3 separate regions of the Sus scrofa genome follow, and regions 1 and 2 are each linked to region 3. A link is a contact called in public Hi-C data. All regions are on one chromosome and are shown on one strand. Each heading gives the region's core, a stretch centred on a gene start, on an enhancer-like site or on the middle of the called end of the contact. The rest is flanking DNA. Distances are from core to core; before and after follow the strand shown.

Region 1 (3,098 bases), core at 478-2,977, 650 kb before region 3:
ACTCAGACAGTTTGGGTAAGATTAACTAGGGAAAGGAGTTCCCCCCAGGTGCCAGACGCACATGGCTGCTGCACTTTCCCAAGGGCATCAGGGTCTTTAACAGTGAGCCAACAGTGCCATGCCTCCTAGAGCCCACTAGTCCTTTAGGAGATGCCATGTGTTCTAGATCGGTGGAAAACCAAAAGTCCATGAAAGCATCCTCCGTGTTTCAGGGAGATTCACAGCTTGGGAACGAGAAGGTGATTCTGGATGTCCCATGTGGAATCCCAAAAGACTGTTCTAGATCAGCACAAATGGGGTGAACTTCCAGTGTTACTCCTTTCTTTTCCACTGCAGATTTGATATGTCATGTCGCCTAAGGAAGATTTTATGGGAAAAAGCTTTTCAATGGACTCTCTGTCCATTTTCCAAAGAGTGGTGTTTCATTGCAACCGCAGGAAGGATAACAGCCACAGCGTTTCCCTAGGACACCCTCAGAGTTCAAGACTGGTTTGGAGAAATCATTACTAGTCAAATACTTAGGGATAAACTTGCTGCAACCCAGGCACTTTTTAATCCATGTTTTGCAGGGGTAGCCTTAGCAGGAATGGTCTCTTATCTGCAGGGAATGGTTAAATATTTGAACCTTCATCATCGTTTGGGTTATGATCAAAACTAGGGATTGTGGCAGTAGGGTTTTATGAAGAGATCTGAGGGTGTGTGTGTGTGTGTGTGTGTTCGCGAGCACACAAAGACCACAGAGCAAGGGGACATCGGTCTTGGAGGTGATGGGAGGAGCGCACCCACAAGGGTGAGAACCATTTTGGTATCTGTAGCCTTGTATATTTCAGAATCTCAGACCTAAAAATAACCCCCCTTTGGACGCCTTGTTGTTTATCTGTATCCTGGGTTTTCCCATTCTTAAAAATACCCTGCCATGCATAAGGGGACTGTGTTCCAAAGGTTAATGCTCCTTAATCCTGAAGGGGTGGTGAGTAAATTCCTTATGTATCCGTCTAAGAATAGGCTTCGGAGCTATTCTCGTGGATGTCACCATGCGAGTGGTTTCTTCGTAAAGGAAGTACATGGTAACGGCTGTGCAAGGAGAGGGCGAAAAGGAAGGGACGGATAAAAGGGCCAACATAAAAAGGATCTTGAACACTGGCCTACGAGCTTCCAAGAACCACGGCCTCCAAATGGTTTTCTCTGCGCGTGGAGGAGGGAGACGGAGTTGTGTTAGAACAGTTCCCCACGGCGGCATTTCCAGCTGAAGCCTGACCAGAAAACTGGAAATCGGAGCGAGGAAAGTCAGCCGTGCTGATGTCCACTCTGATCTTTTGATTCAAGAGCTTCTGATGACTTTCCCTGCCTGCACGGTTAACAGGCCTCGCCATGTCCAGCTTTTGCCCTCTCAACACAGAATCCTTCCCGTCTTTCTGTTTCTGGCAACCAGCCCTTCTGAATCAGCGTTGTTTCTGCCCTGCTGCTCCCGCCGCGCTGGACTCCAGACAGAGAGTGAAATACAAAGAATTGAAACTAACTCAGCGAGGCTGGTAAAGGGTTCAGAGCCATCCCGTCTCCTCTCTGAATGGACTGCCCTCCTCCCTGCCCCCTGATGCCCCAGGCCACCACCCTCTAGGCTAACAGATGCCCTTCAACCAACAGCCAACCGCATTTCCCCACAGCACCTGCGTTAGGGTGCATTTAAAGCAAGCAGCCTTTAAAAACGGTGTTACATCTGAATGAGTTGGAAAGGTCAACTCAGTTTTTTTTTTTTTAAGGATGTGTTTCTGCATATGACTCACTGGGCCTCCTCACTTCCTGCTGGAATTATTACAAAATGAACCCGGGAGACAGTGACCCTGCTCAAAGCTCCACAGAATACTGAGAGGCCTGCTAGAGCAGCAGGTCCCCTTCCAGTGGGTCTTTCCTTGGTCCCCCTCCAGGGTCCTGGGCAATGTCACCACTTGTGCAGAGATAATCATTTCTTTCTCCAAGCTGGCTTGTTGCATTTGGCATTTCAGGAAAACTAGTGGCTATTTTTTTTCTTTTCTTTTTTTTTTTTTTACTAAAGTAGAGTTGATTTACAATGTTGTGGCCATTTCTGCTGTGCAGCAAAGTGACGCAGTGATTCATATGTATTCATTCCCTTTCTTATATTATCATCCATCGTGGTCTATCCCAAGAGACTGGATGTAGTTCCCTGCGCTGTACCGCAGGACCCCATGGCTTACCCATTCTGAATGTCATAGTTTGCATCTACTAACCCCGAGCTCCCAGTCCTGCTCCCAGTCCATCTCCCTCCCCATCCTTCTTCACAACCACAGGTCTGTTCTCTATGTCCGTGAGTCTGTTTCTGTTTCATAGATAGGTTCACTTGTGCCATATTTTAGATTCCACATATAGGGGATATCATATGGTATGTGTCTCTCTCTTTCAGTTTTACTTCATTTAGTGTGAGAATTTCTAGTTACAGCCAAGTTGCTGCAAATGGCATGATTTCATTCTTTTTTATGGCTGAGTAGTATTCCGTTATATATATGTACCACATCTTCTTAATCTAGTCATCTGTCCATGGACATTTAGGTTGTTTCCATGTCTTGGCTATTGTGAGTAGTGCTGCAGTGAACATAGGGGTGCATGGATCTTTTGGACTTATAGTTTTGTCTGGATATACACCCAAAGGTGAAATTATTGGATCACATGGTAGTTCTAATATTTCGTTTTCTGAGGAACCCCCATACTGGGGAAAACTAATGGCTATTGATGATCATGAAGCCTTATGCTCATGTGCGGCCCTGGAAAGGGGATTGTATGATGGATGGCAATGACATTGTTTATACCAAGTGGCATTTCAGCACTCACTTTAGATCTCAAGTTCTCAAGCAAAATCATATACGGTAAAAAGGGAACTGTCTGCCCCTAAAAAAACCACTAGGTCTGGTGTCAGGCCTATAGTCATATTTGTTCCTACAGATTATTTAGATGTCTTCTGAGATAATTAGTTGTACCTAGCCAGCCTCTCCCTTTATTTAGAGTTCTTTCAAAGGAGAACTGTAGATGTTCCCATTGTGGCTCCGTGGGTTGAGAACCCTACTGGTATCCGTGACGATGCGGGT
Region 2 (2,936 bases), core at 14-2,513, 630 kb before region 3:
GTGTGTGTGTGTGTGTGACTTTTCTTATCAGTGCGAGTTTCTAAAGTCAGAGAGTCTCCTAATCAGTGATGAGAAAAAGCTTCTTGGATCAGAGGAAGAGGGAGAACAAGCTTTTTGGGTAGAAAGCGTGATATCCAAGGGTGTACTAATGTTACTTTCTTTTTCCTTTATCTTTTTCCTCTTACTGATTCACTTTTTTGGCAGCACGGCTTGTTCTACTATTCTCCTCCTATTATTCCAACTTGCTGCTTCTCTTTAAGTTAAAGGGGTAGGCATCATTTTTCCTTCCAGTAACACAACCAGTGGATCTGAAAGTTTGTTTGCAAGCACAGAAAAGCAACCAACCAGAGGCCCTGTGGAAGGATATGTATTTCTCTGGCTCCTTCTAAAATCAGATCCAGTGTGTGGCCCAGACCTGGGTCTGGTTAACAGCTCCTCACTGATTATATGTGTGCTAATTATCTGGGTGGCGGAGTGGCTCACCCACTTTTCTGTGAACTCCTGGATGTCAGGGACGACATCTTATTATTATCATTATTTGCTTTTTAGGGCTGCACCCAAGGCATATGGAAGTTCCCAGGCTAGGGGTCGAATTGGAGCTACAGCTGCTGGCCTACACCACCAGCCACAGCAACGCGGGATCTGAGCCAAATCTGCAATCTACACCACAGCTCAAGGCAACGCCGGATCCTTAACCCGCTGCGTGAAGCCAGGGATCAAACCCGCATCCTCACGGACACTAGGCGGGTTCGTTTCCTCTGCGCCACAAGGGGAGCTCCTGGGACTACATGTTATTAATCTCTGCATTATCAGCACCTGACGCTTAATAGACACTCCATTAATACCTTGCCAGAAATAAATGACTGACTGACTGAATGAATCACGGGACGCTCATGCACGCCTTCTCCTGGAGCCCTTCCTGTTAGGAAATACCCCTTTGCTCGTCAGTCTCTGACTGTGATGGAGAGCATTAGTGATAAAAATCTTTTCTCTTGTATCAAGCTGAAACCTGTGCTCAGCGTTTCCATTTTCCCATCGGAAGCTTCTTTCCCGCGTATTTATCCTCAACAGTAAACTTAGGGCTTCGGGCCTGTGGAAGACAGCAATTTTGTTCTCAACAGGAAGGACTGTGCTTATTCCTTTGCTTGTTCAACCATCTTCATTCCAGTGGCATTCCAGTGGCAAGCTTCTGGCATGCCAGCCACACAGGTCATCTAGGGAGAAATCCAAATTCCATTTAGACACATTTTGAACTCCTCTAAATATTGTACTTTCTCAGGCTTCCAGGGAGCCAGTGTTTATCACTGGATGACTACAGTTGCAGAGAGAGATCAAGGACTTAGTTTATTCTGGGTCACATCCATTCTAATGGCCTAGTTTAGACCAAGGAGTCCTCTTGTTCCCAACCACTTTCTTGGGTCTTCGACTGTAATCTTCTGCCACGTCGTCCTCACTCCCAGGAGGATCCCATGTGCCCAGGCTGTGACTGCTTTTTCTTTTCCTTTTCTTTTTTTTAAGGGCTGCACCTGCGGCATATGGACGTTCCGGGGCTAGGGAGCCAATCAGAGCTGCAGCTACTGGCCCACGCCACAACCACAGCAACGTGCACCCCGGCTCACAGCAATGCTGGATCCTTAATGCACTGAGCAGGGCCAGGGATCGAACCTGTATCCTCGCGGATACTGTTCGGGTCCTTAACCCACTGAGCGGCAACGGGAACTCCCGTGACCACGTTTTCTTTGTTCTAAAGCAGCGGTGCTCCCTCTCTCCCTCCCGCCGTCTCTGCCAGACAATCCAGTATGCGGAACCCAGTCTCTGACACTCGTATTTGGCTCAGGGCTGGTCCGTGAATCACATGTCAGAGCAGAGTTTTAAATCTCACGTCCAACACAAAGAGAGATGACGCCAGGGCTTCGAAATGTCTTTTAACACAAAATATGTCAATTCAGTGACCTCCCCCCACCAACCCTGCCCCTGCCTTTCTTCTTCACATTTTCTTGGAGATGTTTAGAAGTTGTGTCATCTTTGTTTGTGAAACGGGATCTTGGGATAAAAGTACGTCAATATTGCGTATCTGCAGTTAAAAGAAAATACTGCAAGGGGCATGAGACCAGGATGCTACCCCGGCTTTGATCATACCTATTCCTCTAATTAAACATTCCACCGAGGAGGGGGCTGTGGAATCTTTTAGACCCTGCGAATTACCTAATAATGATAGAAGTATTCAAAGCATGGGTGATTAATGAACAGATGTGAAGAGGCAAATGCAAACTTATGGGAAACCATTTCGGATGGTGATGTCAGCAAGGAGCAATTTGCAGACATAATTACTAAAAAATTATCAGAGACTTCCTTGTCAAGTATTTTGTATGTTTATAAAGCTGTTGGTGACTCATTTGAGAAGTCTGGGAGACTTATTTGATTTGGAATCAGGATTTTATTATAGCTTAGCTGTTATGTAATAGTTTACTCAGACTGATGGGGAGATAGTCTCTTCCATGTCAACATAACTCGTGTGTGTGCAGCGAGATTTCCTTGTAGTTGTTTCAGCCATTCGTCTCTGAATGCTTTCCCATGTTTTCATGCCTGGATTATAGTCTAAGTTTGCAAAACGGAGCACACGAGCGGTTGTGAGAATAATTATCCAGTAGATTACCATGGACTCTGACGGTTTAGGACATTGGATCAGAGTTGCTTTAGGTCATGAATTCGGTAATGTCACGTGGAGTGACTCTCTCCAGCATGCCTCAAACGCCGTATATGAACCTTTTGGTCATGCGTGTGTTGGGCTCCTTGGCACAGTAAGCCCACTCCTCCGTGGCTCCGCTAAGGTCTAAGGTCAATACCACAGGTGGTCAAGCTCTAGCCAGACCCTCGAGTTTTAATGCTCCAGTGCAAAGTCATTCGGGTACATCCGGTTTTAGGGTTGGCTGGGG
Region 3 (3,040 bases), core at 393-2,892:
CTGTTGGACTGTGTGAGCCTTTGGAGTTTTAGCAAACTCAGAAAAATGAGGGATTGCAAGGCGGAGATCGTGAATATTTGGCTAATCTGATGTTTACGAATTTGAGCTCATTTTCCTTTGAGTTAAAAAAGTAGATCCCTCCCTTCCTTTTGCCCAGTTCTGCAGAGCAATTAATACCTGCCATACTTCTCTGACTTTCCATCCCCTGGAACGTCCCTCATTCCCCTTGTCTTACTGTCAGCTCAAGTTCACTTCACTAGGAAATCCCCCCACCTCACTGAGACTGAAGCATCCTCAAACCACCTCATACAGACCTCAGAGTCACCCTTTTTCATTGCAACCCAAACTGTCCAAGTTAAAAGACCCTACATGCTCATTTTTCTTCCATCCTAATCCCTCCTTTTTTTGCTTTTTTTCAGGGCTGCACCCATGGCATATGGAGGTTCCCAGGCTGAGGGTCCAATTGGAGCTATAGCTGCTGACCTACACCACAGCCAGAGCAATGCAAGATTCGAGCCGCATCTGCAAACTACACCGCAGCTCATGGCAACCCTGGATCCTTAAGCCGCTGAGCCATGCCAGGGATCGAACCCAAAACCCCGTGGTTCCTAGTCGAATTCGTTTCCACTGTGCTGTGACAAGAACCCCCATCCTAATCCCTCTTCACTCTGCTGTGAGATTGTCTAAAATAAGGACTGCATGTTATTCACGGATGTGTTTCTACTGCCCAGCATATACTTCATAAATACTTGCCCATAACAAGAGAACCAAAGTCTTTGGTCACGAAAGAGAGATTCCCATGCCAAATTCCAGGCTCAAAGACTACAACCCACAATAACTCTAGTTTTGCTTACTAGTCCTTGAGTTGAGTGCATAAAATAGATTAAAATTTGACCAAGGTCATCAGGGAATTGTGTGTTTAGAGTAAGACAGAGCAAACGAAGGAAGTCCTAGGGTTGCTCATTCCCCGATGAGATCACCATGTCCTCAAACACTCACCAAGAGGAAGTGGAGAACCCCTAGGGCATCCCTGGGAAAAGGGACAGGGACATATTCCCAGAGGGCAGATTTGAAGGCTGGCATATGGGGGTGAACTCCATGAGACTGGTTCTGGGGCTGCTGAAGACCGCTGGAGACCAGCCAAAGATGCTGCCTGGTGACAAAGGGCCAATTCTGGGGGATGCTGCAGGAACATAAAAGAGCCAGTCTTTTCCGATTCTTCCTGTACTGGCCTAGAAATATCCGCAGAGAAAGCATTTCCCTGAGTTCATCACTCTGTTCGAATTCACCTCACTCTGTAGCGTGACTTCTCTTGGTACCACTATGGCCAAGTTTCCCTTCACTGATGTTTCTCCACAAGGGGAAACCACATACCCTGCCCCCCCCATTGCACAATGTATTAGTCATTTAAACACGCCCGTCTAAACCCCAACCTCTGGCCTCTCTCATTAGCTCCGTTGATAAATGTATCCATTCTGATTCTAAAAAGAGTAGGGGCTGCAGCCTCGGGATGGAGATGCTGCTGGCTTCACTAGATCAACAGATGTTCCCAATAGAAACAAACTCATTCTTGAGGACAATGAGGTGAATAACTTCTCGAGGTGTCAAAACCCTCGAGCCGTGATTTTGCAATCAGATAACATTAGGCTATATGTCATGGAATGTATTTTTCCTTTCTTGCAAATGATTCTTACGCCTTTTACACTTTTAAGCATTCTTCCCCAAATCAAGCAAACCAAAGCAAAATTGTTTACTTGAAACTTCTAAGAAATAAAAAAGGCGATAGTTTACATAGGTTTTCTCCAAGTTTAAATTGTATTATAGCTGGAAAAAACCCAACACATCAGGAGCCTTAGGGTTCCTGTGTGTAATTTTCCCCTTTCTCACGGATCCTGTTTTCTGTCGCAGGTATTCAGTATTCTGTTGTTTCTGAGGTCTTATGAGATACATGTTCAAATTAAAAATCAAACACGTAAACATTGCTGCAAGGGAAAACCAGAGAAGCTGAAGTTAGCCTCAGTTTTAGATTTTAATGCTGCATTCTACATGCTAGTTTGTTGAAACAAGGCTTTTTTTTTTCTTTGATCTTAGGTGTTAAAATAGGAAAGTTCAGCGTGAAATTGGCTCCTGGTGTGAAATGCAAGACGTAAAGTTCAAAGATACTAGTGAAATCCAGACCTTGTTTTATTCATTAACTCCTATAAGCAAGGACAACTATTTAGCTAAACAAACCTAACTTGAGACCTAACCTGATGGTTTAATGTACCCAGAGGCTGATTTTCCTTTCCTGAAACAGGAACACTTGGGGAAAAGTCACAGAGTGTGACATAAGAAGCTGCAGGTGACAACACATGGACTAAGGGTTGGCCAGTCATGGAATTAGAAGATGCATTGAAAAAAAAAAAATCTGGGGTAGAATACCTTGTGGGGAGGAGGGAAAAATAGGAGAGATGAGTGGGACACAGACCCTTGTGCTTATGGCCTGACAACAGTCCTGCTTTCTCCAGAAGCTTCGTTGTCTTCTACCAGGGAGTTGGCTTTGGGAGAGGCAAGGGCCAGGGCATGGAGACCCATGGGCAAACGCGAAGCATCACTGGCCATCTGTCTGCCCTGTGAGGTTGGCCAGAGCTGAAACGGGCAGAGCCCTGCCTGTGTCATGTGGTGTCAGGAAATTCCTGCCAACTTCTCTGGAGAGCACACGGCCTTGACTCCGGCCTTTGTTACCGTTGCTCCGACCCAAACAGGTACCAGAGGGGCCCAGGGGCAGGGAGGACCACAGTTCCCATGGAGCTGGTGTTTCTTCAACAACATATAAAATGAGCCTCAATGATAGCGGACGAGATTTAGAAAGGATGAGAGCAAAGGCAAAAACAATCCCGAGAGCCCTGGAGAAAAGTGGAGTCGATTCCCATGGTGGCTTTTCTTCCCCCACGACAGTATTGATGGAGATACGTTTTCAGCTTTGGCGAAGCCGTGTACCCCTGCCTGTGTACACACAGACACACACCGCATACCTGCCACCACCCTGGAACAGAGGCTG

Evidence for each region. Hi-C and Micro-C count contacts between places; a contact is called where the count stands out from the background.
Region 1: a contact with region 3 is called in a Hi-C map of embryonic fibroblasts, with 1.8 times the contacts expected there. The contact joins two enhancer-like sites. A contact is called at or near these places in 1 of 47 Hi-C or Micro-C datasets (embryonic fibroblasts) and 1 of 2 datasets of contacts at active chromatin or transcription factors (alveolar macrophages).
Region 2: a Hi-C map of embryonic fibroblasts shows a contact between it and region 3, with 3 times the contacts expected there. The contact joins two enhancer-like sites. A contact is called at or near these places in 2 of 47 Hi-C or Micro-C datasets (embryonic fibroblasts and fibroblasts) and 1 of 2 datasets of contacts at active chromatin or transcription factors (alveolar macrophages).

The regions. Positions count from the first base shown.
Region 1 is chr10:8,408,579-8,411,676 of Sscrofa11.1, forward strand. All of the region lies in intron 6 of TGFB2 (transforming growth factor beta-2), which reads left to right. Among named protein-coding and RNA genes, the nearest start is that of TGFB2, 100 kb to the left of the region's middle. Within about 2 kb of position 1,728, at least 26 of the 83 cell types and tissues checked have an H3K27ac peak or open chromatin away from gene starts, as enhancers often do. A contact at or near this core is called in alveolar macrophages and embryonic fibroblasts, where this site is marked.
Region 2 is chr10:8,426,913-8,429,848 of Sscrofa11.1, forward strand. All of the region lies in intron 6 of TGFB2 (transforming growth factor beta-2), which reads left to right. Among named protein-coding and RNA genes, the nearest start is that of TGFB2, 120 kb to the left of the region's middle. Within about 2 kb of position 1,264, at least 11 of the 83 cell types and tissues checked have an H3K27ac peak or open chromatin away from gene starts, as enhancers often do. A contact at or near this core is called in embryonic fibroblasts, where this site is marked.
Region 3 is chr10:9,057,254-9,060,293 of Sscrofa11.1, forward strand. All of the region lies in intron 5 of LYPLAL1 (lysophospholipase-like protein 1), which reads left to right. Among named protein-coding and RNA genes, the nearest start is that of LYPLAL1, 110 kb to the left of the region's middle. Within about 2 kb of position 1,643, at least 9 of the 83 cell types and tissues checked have an H3K27ac peak or open chromatin away from gene starts, as enhancers often do. A contact at or near this core is called in alveolar macrophages and embryonic fibroblasts, where this site is marked.